Regions from separate parts of the Mus musculus genome. Here regions 1 and 3 are each linked to region 2. Evidence: chromatin contacts called from public HiChIP or PLAC-seq data. All regions are on one chromosome and are shown on one strand. Each heading gives the region's core, a stretch centred on a gene start, on an enhancer-like site or on the middle of the called end of the contact. The rest is flanking DNA. Distances are from core to core; before and after follow the strand shown. Region 1 holds the start of Ttc34 (tetratricopeptide repeat domain 34). Region 2 holds the start of Arhgef16 (Rho guanine nucleotide exchange factor (GEF) 16). Region 3 holds the start of Plch2 (phospholipase C, eta 2).

The links. HiChIP or PLAC-seq counts read pairs in DNA pulled down with a chosen protein or histone mark.
Region 1: an H3K27ac HiChIP or PLAC-seq map of embryonic stem cells shows a contact between it and region 2, with 6 times the contacts expected there. The contact joins the promoter of Ttc34 here to the promoter of Arhgef16 in region 2. A contact is called at or near these places in 5 of 39 promoter capture datasets (cranial neural crest, embryonic stem cells, frontonasal cranial neural crest and 2 more), 1 of 15 datasets of contacts at CTCF or cohesin (embryonic stem cells), 1 of 484 Hi-C or Micro-C datasets (embryonic stem cells), 13 of 115 datasets of contacts at active chromatin or transcription factors (craniofacial prominence, embryonic basal ganglia, embryonic forebrain and 9 more) and 2 of 9 other capture datasets (adipose tissue and embryonic stem cells).
Region 3: a contact with region 2 is called in an RNA polymerase II HiChIP or PLAC-seq map of embryonic stem cells, with 6 read pairs. The contact joins the promoter of Plch2 here to the promoter of Arhgef16 in region 2. A contact is called at or near these places in 2 of 115 datasets of contacts at active chromatin or transcription factors (both in embryonic stem cells).

What each region holds. Positions count from the first base shown.
Region 1 is chr4:154,835,968-154,838,667 of GRCm38.p6, reverse strand. It overlaps Ttc34 (tetratricopeptide repeat domain 34), which reads right to left and starts at 1,252. Exons shown (of 9, transcript NM_172878.4): 1 at 1,056-1,252.
Region 2 is chr4:154,298,511-154,301,210 of GRCm38.p6, reverse strand. It overlaps Arhgef16 (Rho guanine nucleotide exchange factor (GEF) 16), which reads left to right and starts at 1,316. Exons shown (of 15, transcript NM_001112744.1): 1 at 1,316-1,386. It overlaps Gm52687 (predicted gene, 52687), which reads right to left and starts at 1,567. Exons shown (of 3, transcript NR_168682.1): 1 at 1,486-1,567; 2 at 736-1,021; 3 at 1-244.
Region 3 is chr4:155,009,426-155,012,333 of GRCm38.p6, reverse strand. Plch2 (phospholipase C, eta 2) reads left to right here and starts at 1,309. Exons shown (of 22, transcript NM_001113360.3): 1 at 1,309-1,695. The coding sequence starts at 1,350.

The DNA of each region.
Region 1 (2,700 bases), core at 3-2,502, 540 kb before region 2:
ATTAGTGGCACTCTCTCAGCAGGCAGTCTCCATAGCTGGGCGTGGGCTCTGCTAGAACCTGTTGGGTTTCAAGTTACTTTTCTCTTGAGCCTTGGTTTCCTTCCCTGTCGAGTGGGATGGGACCCCGCCTACTCAGGTCAGCCTAAGAGGGTTTTGGTGTTCAAGTTGGGGGGTGGGGGGAGAACTGAATGCTTAAGAGATCAGGGGTCAGGGCAGGCTCTAGAACACCTGGCTCCATCTACCTCCAGGAAAAAAGTGTCTCAGAACTCCAACCCAGCACTACACCCCCACCTGCTCATGCCTGGGTGATGCAGGCTGAGGGTTAAGGTCAAGAAGTGCCTGCCAGGTCTGGAGCAGGGTGGAGAGCACTACCAGACAACCTATGGTGGGGAGCACTACCAGACAACCCATGGTGGGGAGCACTACCAGACAACCCATGGTGGGGAGCACAACCAGACCACCCACACTGGAGAGCACTACCAGACAACCCATGATGGGGAGCACTACCAGACAACCCATGGTGGAGAGCACTACCAGACAACCCATGGTGGGGAGCACTACCAGACAACCCATGGTGGGGAGCACTACCAGACAACCCACACTGGAGAGCACTACCAGACAACCCACACTGGAGAGCACTACCAGACAACCCATGGTGGGGAGCACTACCAGACAACCCATGGTGGGGAGCACTACCAGACAACCCATGGTGGGGAGCACAACCAGACAACCCATGGTGGGGAGCACTACCAGACAACCCACACTGGAGAGCACTGCCAGACAACCCATGTTGGGGAGCACAACCAGACAACCCATGGTGGGGAGCACTACCAGATAACCTATGGTGGGGAGCACTACCAGACCACCCACACTGGAGAGCACTACCAGACAACCCATGGTGGGGAGCACAAACAACCCATAATCAGCTCAGAGAAAGACTCTAGAACAAGTCTGTCTTCTAACCCTGCCATCTGACCCCAGGTTAACTACTCTTGGCCCCAACAAGTCCTCCGTGACAGACACATATACACATGCAATACCCTGCTCACACTCACAAGCCGAACCAGCCAGGTCTGGACATGGGAAGGCTCTGGACATGGGAAGGTTCTGATGACTCAAATTCCTTATTAGGCCCCAGGTTGGGGGTGGTGGGTGAAGCTGCTGGTCATCCCCAGGGGCTCTGGGCCTTTAGAGACACAGGCCCAACACAGTAGACACAGAACAGGCAAGGCCAGTTTCCAGGGAGAGTGTCAACATCCCAAAGCTGCCTGGCTGCTCAGCTATGCCCTCTAGTGGCCAGACCTGCTCAGGCAGTGGGGAGGGCAAGGGAAGGAGGCAAGGTTTCGCTGGGCTTCATGGGGCAGCCTTGGAGGAGAGAATCTAAGTCTCGGAGGAGGGAGGCTCAGGAGTGTACAGTGCCTGGGTTTTGGGTGAACTGTCCCATGCTTTGTGCTAGCCCCTGCCCCACAGTTTCAGTCTTTGTCTCTGAGTCCCAGAACTCAACCTTGGACAGGGTGATGATTCTTCACCCCATACCACGCCTGGTCTCGCTCCCCTTCCTGCAGCCCCTGTCCACGCTGCGGGTCCTATGGTCTTCTAATTTGCCCCAAGTCCTTGGCCCCACTGGGCAAGTAGGCTAGGATCTAGTTCTGTGCTCACAGCCTGTTTCCTGGGTTGCCCTGGCTCTACCAGCCCTTTGATGAGGATGGCTAGGTCTAGACTGAGGAGGGGGCATACGGTTCAGTTTTAGAAGGAGGAAGTAGAGGCTGTGGCCTGAGAATCAGTCCATGCTTTGTCAGCTGCCCTACAGGGCATGCTGGGTAATCAGCTTCATATGACTGCAGAGGGGTCTGCTTTGGGCGGCCCCTCCCAACTCGCCTCACCAAAGTGTACAGGTATGGGTGAGCACTGGCTCCTCTGGGGGCCCTGGGGACTGGATACAAGGCTGCTGGGGGTGGGTGGGATAGCTTCCAGGGATACAGTCTGCACACACCCCTCTATGGAGCTGTGATATAGAGAGCCTGGGTCTGAGGGAGCAAGGTGGGTGCAGCCAGCAAGGCTCGATTTCCTGTACAGCCCACCTTCGCTTCAGCTCCTTGACATTCACAAAGGCACAAAACTTGCAGTCGGCAGTGGTGAGGGCTTATTAAGAAATTTCCTATTATGTTACTTTGATTACTTTCATTTTAATTACCCTAATTAGGCGAGCTCTGTAATGGAGTGGGCTGTCCTGTGGGGCTGTTGGAAGGGCCTGGGGCACAGAGGGGCACTGACTATGGCAATTACATTAGCCCTGATATGTCCCCTGTGCCCTGCCTGGGTGTATGGAGCCTGAGGGGATGCAGGCACTGGCCAGATGGCCCATCTCCTGGTTAGGATTGGGCTGTGACTGTAACTCCCATTTGAGAGCAGCATGCCTGGGTGCTGGAACCCACCTGTCCACGCTGTGTCTTCTATATTGTGTTTACACCTCTGATACTGTGGTAAACAAATCCAGACTGCTGGAGTTGAGTAGGGAGTCCAAGTTTCAGAATCCGGACATGGGAACCAATCGCAAGGCTTTAGTCTCTCTGGTCCAAAGGATTTCTGCTGTGACTGACTCGAATCTAGTTAGTGGTGACCAGAATTTCAGCCCTGTTCACTACATAGGACCCATGAGTTACCCTAGACACCCTGCTTTGTTGGGGATCTAGGATGTCT
Region 2 (2,700 bases), core at 67-2,566:
ATATGTAAGTACACTGTAGCTGTCTTCAGACACTCCAGAAGAGAGCATCAGATTTTGTTACGGTTGGTTGTGAGCCACCATGTGGTTGCTGGGATTTGAACTCAGGACCTTTGGAAGAACAGTCGGCGCTCTTAACTGCTGAGCCATTTCATCAGCCCGAGAGGTGGCTGTTTTAACAGATACGGTCTCTCTTCTTGTCCCAGAGTGGTTGAGGTTCTGCTCTGATGGCCATGCCCTGAGGGGTCTTGGGGATAACAAACCATCTGAATACAATGTTGCATCATCAAAAAAAAAAAGAAAAAGAAAAAAATAGCTGTAATGGTGTCTGCCTGTAACCCCAGCTCCCAGGAACCTGGGACAGCCTGGGGAAGGTGAGTCTGGACTAAACATACCTGGCAGAGTCAGGATGGTCAGGGCCGTGTCAGCCCAGTCCTGACCCCCCTGCCTTTAAGAGGACCCCACTCTCCAATGGGAACTGGGCACTTCCAGCCTCCGCCTCCAATCCACCCTGCTCTGTGTTCTCTGTGCCTCCGCCTCAGGCTACCCTCCTGGACGTGTTCCCTCGTTTCTTGGCTCTTACACTCACTATGCCTCTTGCCTACCCTCCTCTTCTCACCTTGATCAGAGCCACCCTTGGGATCTCAGGTTTGATTAGCACTTCGGAGGGCAATGGTGCAGACCCCATCCTTTTCCACATGAGGAGCCTGACCCCCTAAACATGGGGGTCGTTATTACCTCCTCATTCTTGAGGACACTACATAGACTTGGTAGCTGTTTTCCTGAGATCTGGAGACTCGCGGCCAGATCTGTGTGGCTAGCAGAATTTCCAGCCTTCAGAGTTCTCAGTAAAATGAGGTTGTGGTGGATAGGTTAAACCATGAAAGGTGTTCTGGGAGATCCTGGCCAGGGCTGCCATGAAGCAGCCAGCTGCAAAGAATGCAGAGGGCGGGGCTTTCTTTCAACAAACAGGTTCCCGCAGGCCCGGGATTTCTCCGAAGGCTTCCTGGAGGAGGCGGCGGACCTGGGAGTGAGGCACAGAAGGAAGCGGGCGTAGGAGCGGGAGGGAGGGTAGACAGTACCCGAGGGCGGACTCCCGCCCGAACCACCAGACGGGTCACGTGAACGCAGGCGGACCCAGGTAGAGCGGTGACGCAGCCGGCGCGGCCAGGTGAGGCGGTGGTGGTGCAGCAGGTGCCCAGGGCGCGTCCCGCCCTCCGGCCGCGCAGCCGCTGGCGGAGCCCACCTGGCCCCGGCTCCGCCCGACCGCTCGCCCGACCGCCCACCGCGCAGGAAGTAGAGAGGGCGGGACCGGCCGGCCCCGGGACGCGGGGACCCAGCGGCACTGCAGGCTACACCCTCCCGGCCGACCCTCGGTTGCGCGCACAGGTGAGTCTGGGGACTGGAGAGTCAGCCAAGGGGAAGACCACCTGGGGCGCCCGGAGCACCTCTGCTCCATTCCCCTCTCCGCTCCCGCCCCTCCTGTACCTCGGCGACTTCATCGCGCCCCGCCCTCTCTCTTGGGCTGAAAGCCGGGGATCTGGAGCCTAGCTGCCCTGAGCCACAGTCCAAGGGACACTTTGCAGTGGACCTGGTTAGACACTTGAACGCAGAGACTCCTGGGAAGTCCCGGGAGGGGGGGGCGTGGAAGTGACTCTTCCGGGAGCTAGAAAGACGATCTGTTTAGATAGGCTGAGTGGCCTGACCCCCTCGTGCCCTTATCCCACCTTGGTGGCTTTGGTGTCTAGTCCTCTAGCCAGGCTCCGCAGTGCCTTCCAGAGGGAGAGGGCTGTCCCAGAAAGCAGAGGGCGGCACTTATAGACTGGACGGTGGTGAGCACCTGTCCCCAACCCACTACCTTGGTTCCCATATCTGTAAATAAGGAGCAGAGATCTATTTTGAGGTTGAGCGAGAAAGATGAATTTGGGCATGGGCCTGGTCCCAGGGGCCGAGATCTGAGTTGGTAGCCACCAAGATGAGATTTTAGCGGCCTCCACATCATGCCTGGAGCCCAGACAGGATTTGGTAGCTCCTAAGTAGATGCTTGGGTGTGTTTGTCACTTGAGTGACCAGCTGCAGGGTCCCAGGTACTGTGTGGAGCCATTCGTGACTGCATGCCAGTATGCCCTGATAGCAATGGCTCCCTACCCAGGTGTGTGGGCACCAAGCTTGAAAGTTGCTGTTTGTGGATTCAGGCAAGCTGCTCCAGCCTCCGGGCCTTGAGCCTCTGGGCCTCTGTTTATCCATCAGAGTTCATTGATTGAATGCACCTCTGCTGTGTTCCCTTCTGGGGACAGACCCTTCTTTCTGCCCATGGTCCAGAGAGAAGCCTCGGACCATGCGCTCACAGCACGGCCTGAGAGAGGGAAGGGTCTCAGGGCTTTGAAAAAGTAAAGACTCAGCCAGAGAACAGGGTGTCGAGAGCTAGGTAGAGGCTCCCTGCCACCCTTCTCCAAACACCTAAAGCTAGAAATCTCTGGTTAGTTGGTTTGTTTTTTAAGATATATTTATTGTATGTATTTAAGTGTTGTGCCTGTGTGTATGTATGTATGTATGTGCGCCACAGGCATGTCATGCCTGGTGCCCATGGAAGTCTTAAGAGGTCATTGGATTCCCCAGGGGTTATGAGGAGTTACAGATAGTTATGAGCTAGCATGTGGGTGCTGGGACTTGAACCCAGGGCGTCTGCAAGAGCAGTTGGAG
Region 3 (2,908 bases), core at 60-2,559, 710 kb before region 2:
GAGAGGGCAGGCTGCCTGTCCACCTCCAGCCAGCAAGGCCTCTGGCCAAGGCTCCTAATTGGGTCCTGGGTTTGGCTGTGAGTTGATTATATTGGATCTGGCCCAGTGGGTCCTGATTCCTTCTGGCTGAGCTTCCTGTTGTCCAGGACACATGAACAGGCAGGCCAGGGTCAAGAGGGTGGGCTGGACAGGGGTACCCAGGCTACTTTGTGAAGCAGGGTGATGTGGCTATTGGATGTGGAGTCCCCCCTCCCCCGGCAAGGACTCCCAGGATGAGCTGTCCCTTGCCAGAAACAGAAGCCTGGTTAGGGAGGAAGCTGGGGTGCCGTGATCCAGAGGCGGTGAAGCTGAGATGAAACCCCACCTCCCTTTCTTAACCATCTCTCCTGTCTCTGCTTGCCCTGAGTAAACCATGCAAAGTTGAATGCAGTGATGAGCACGTCTTAGATGCTCAGTGGCCCCATAGGCTGGTGTGGAGTGGTGGCCGGTGTCCTGGCAGATGATCAGGGTCCTCTCTGGGTCAGGAGACTGTCATGAGAGATCTGGATACCCGGATATGTCCAGCCTTGGGTGCAGAGTACAGTGATAATGTGCCCTGGGTAGTGGGATATCCCCACAGCTTTGGTTCTGTTGGGCATGGGAAGAAGGCAGCTGGGGGGTGGGGAAGGGCTGGGATTTGGAGTGGAATCTGCACAAGGCTCAGGGAACCTACATTCTCCTTCCCATACTGGATGTCAAAGTAGAAAGGTCTGTCCTGTCTTGCCTAGCCTTAGCTGGCCCTGCGCTGGCTTAGCTCTGGCCTCCAGCCAAAGGGGACTGGGTTCTTGGCCCTGGGGTTTGGGACAGCATGCGTCTGCTTTTTTTGTCCCATCTGTGGACCAGCTCACTACCACACAGTGGGGATCAAGTTGGAAGTCCTTATACGTACAAGGATTTCAAGTAGCAGGAAGTGAGAGCTCAAAACAAAGACACAGATACCAGCTCTGGATGGGCAGGGTTAGGAAGACAGCCTCATGTAGGACCACACCTGTGGACAGACAGACTCTCCTGGGGGGCAGTGTCCTCACAGAGGCCCTCACTCCTGGTCTTGTAAGCACTGTTTTATGTCCCAGGAGGGTCCCATGCCTAACCTGTTACCTTGCCTCAGCCTCAAACATGAGTCTGGTGGCTCATGAAGCAGCCTGCTCTGAGCTGGCAGCTGGGCCCTCCCCTGGCCTAAATCCTTTGTCCAGCTGGGCTGAATCCAGCAGGATTACTGGGCGGATTGGCCAAGGATGGCAGGGTGAGGCTTGGCAGCTCCCCCACCCCTGGCATTCATCTTCTTCAAATAGGCCTGGAGGTTCTAGAGGATGGGCGGACTGGCCTGGGGACCATCCAGGGCCGCAGGCAGCAGTTGGGTCAATGCCAGTGGGACCTGGGAACAGCCCTTGCGGGGCTTCAGTGGGCTCCAAGGAGGAAGACGAAGAGGTAGAGGAGAGAAGGGGATCCCTGAGGAGCCCCTGTGCCAGCTGACACCTCAGCTTGGCCTGTCGCTGAGGGTCCCTTTTGGCTTGGGGGACTACGGCTTGGATATGCCTGGTCCCCAGCCGTCTGCTGCCAGCCAGACCACAGGAGCCGTGGCTTGCCTGGCAGAGGTACTCCTCTGGGTTGGAGGGAGCGTGGTAGTGTCACCAAGATGGCAGCTCAGCCTTGTAGGTAAGAAAGGGCAAAAACCAAGTCCCTCCTAGGGACTGGCCAAGCCCTATGGGGCCACAGGATGCATAGCTTCCTATGGAAGTTAGGGCTGCCTCTGGGGCCTGGGATCCTTCCTTCGCCACACCAACATCCCAATTCCTTTGCTTCTTCCTCTGGGATCTCCAGGCCCAGAAACATTGCCTCTTTGCCCCCAGCCAGAAATCCTGTCCACCTCCTTAGCAGAGCTTGGAGGGTGAACTCCAAGTGGGAAGAAGGCAAGGCAGAACTGGAGCCAGAAAGCCCTGGTTGAATGTGCTGGGGGTATGGGGGTGGCTCATGTGGCTTCAGAGCTCTTTCTGAGGGGGGTCCTTGGAATTTTGTGGGGCAACAATACCTTCAGTGTAGCTATGGAGGCATGCAGGTGTAGACACAATGGTCTCTAGATGGTGTCAGGGAGGCCCTGTACTGTGAAGCACTGGACAGAAGGAAAGGGCTGTTGGGTGGCCAGTAGAAGGGTTCAGTGTGTGGAGTGGCGGAGGCCCTGGTCAGGGATGCCTGGTTCACTTGCTGCTCCTTGCTCCAGCAGCAGAAGGTGCACATTCAGTGGCTTAACTCTAGAACCACATCAGGGTTCTAGAGTAGTCTCTGTCCCCAAACGCTACCTCAAATGCACTAAGCAACCACGCTTGTGTCCCCACTGGCTGTGTCCCCTAGAGAGCCCTATCTACCTTGACTTTCCACCCCATGCCTACAGTTCCCCTCTGCTTATGGCCAGTAAGAGCTTCCTCCAGAAAGCCATCTGACCTGGCACCACTGTGGTTTTCTGCACCTCCTGTCTGCTGATGTTTCATTGCTGGCACTCAGGAGATTTGTCCCCCTGGCTCCTGGGTTTCCTAGGCATAGATAGGCTTGGGTCTGGCCTGAAGTCCTTCCCCTGGGACAGAAGTTGACAAAGGAGGTGGCAGGTGGCTCAAGGGGAGAGGAATAAGCTATGGACTTGAACCCAGCACCTCAGCCTCCCAGCTCTGTGCCTTTCTATAGGGTTTCTCGCTGACTTGGCTGCTCATGAGACAGGTGATGTTCCTGGTGATGCCACAGAAGGGTCAGTAGGCTGTCAGGAGTGGCCCATGGCACAGGCTAGCTGCCAGGTTTGGTGCATGGTGCCTAGGTCCACCTTGTGCCCATTTCTGGGAGCTCCCTGTACAGTGGTCTGGGCTTTGGTCTTTGTCTCTGA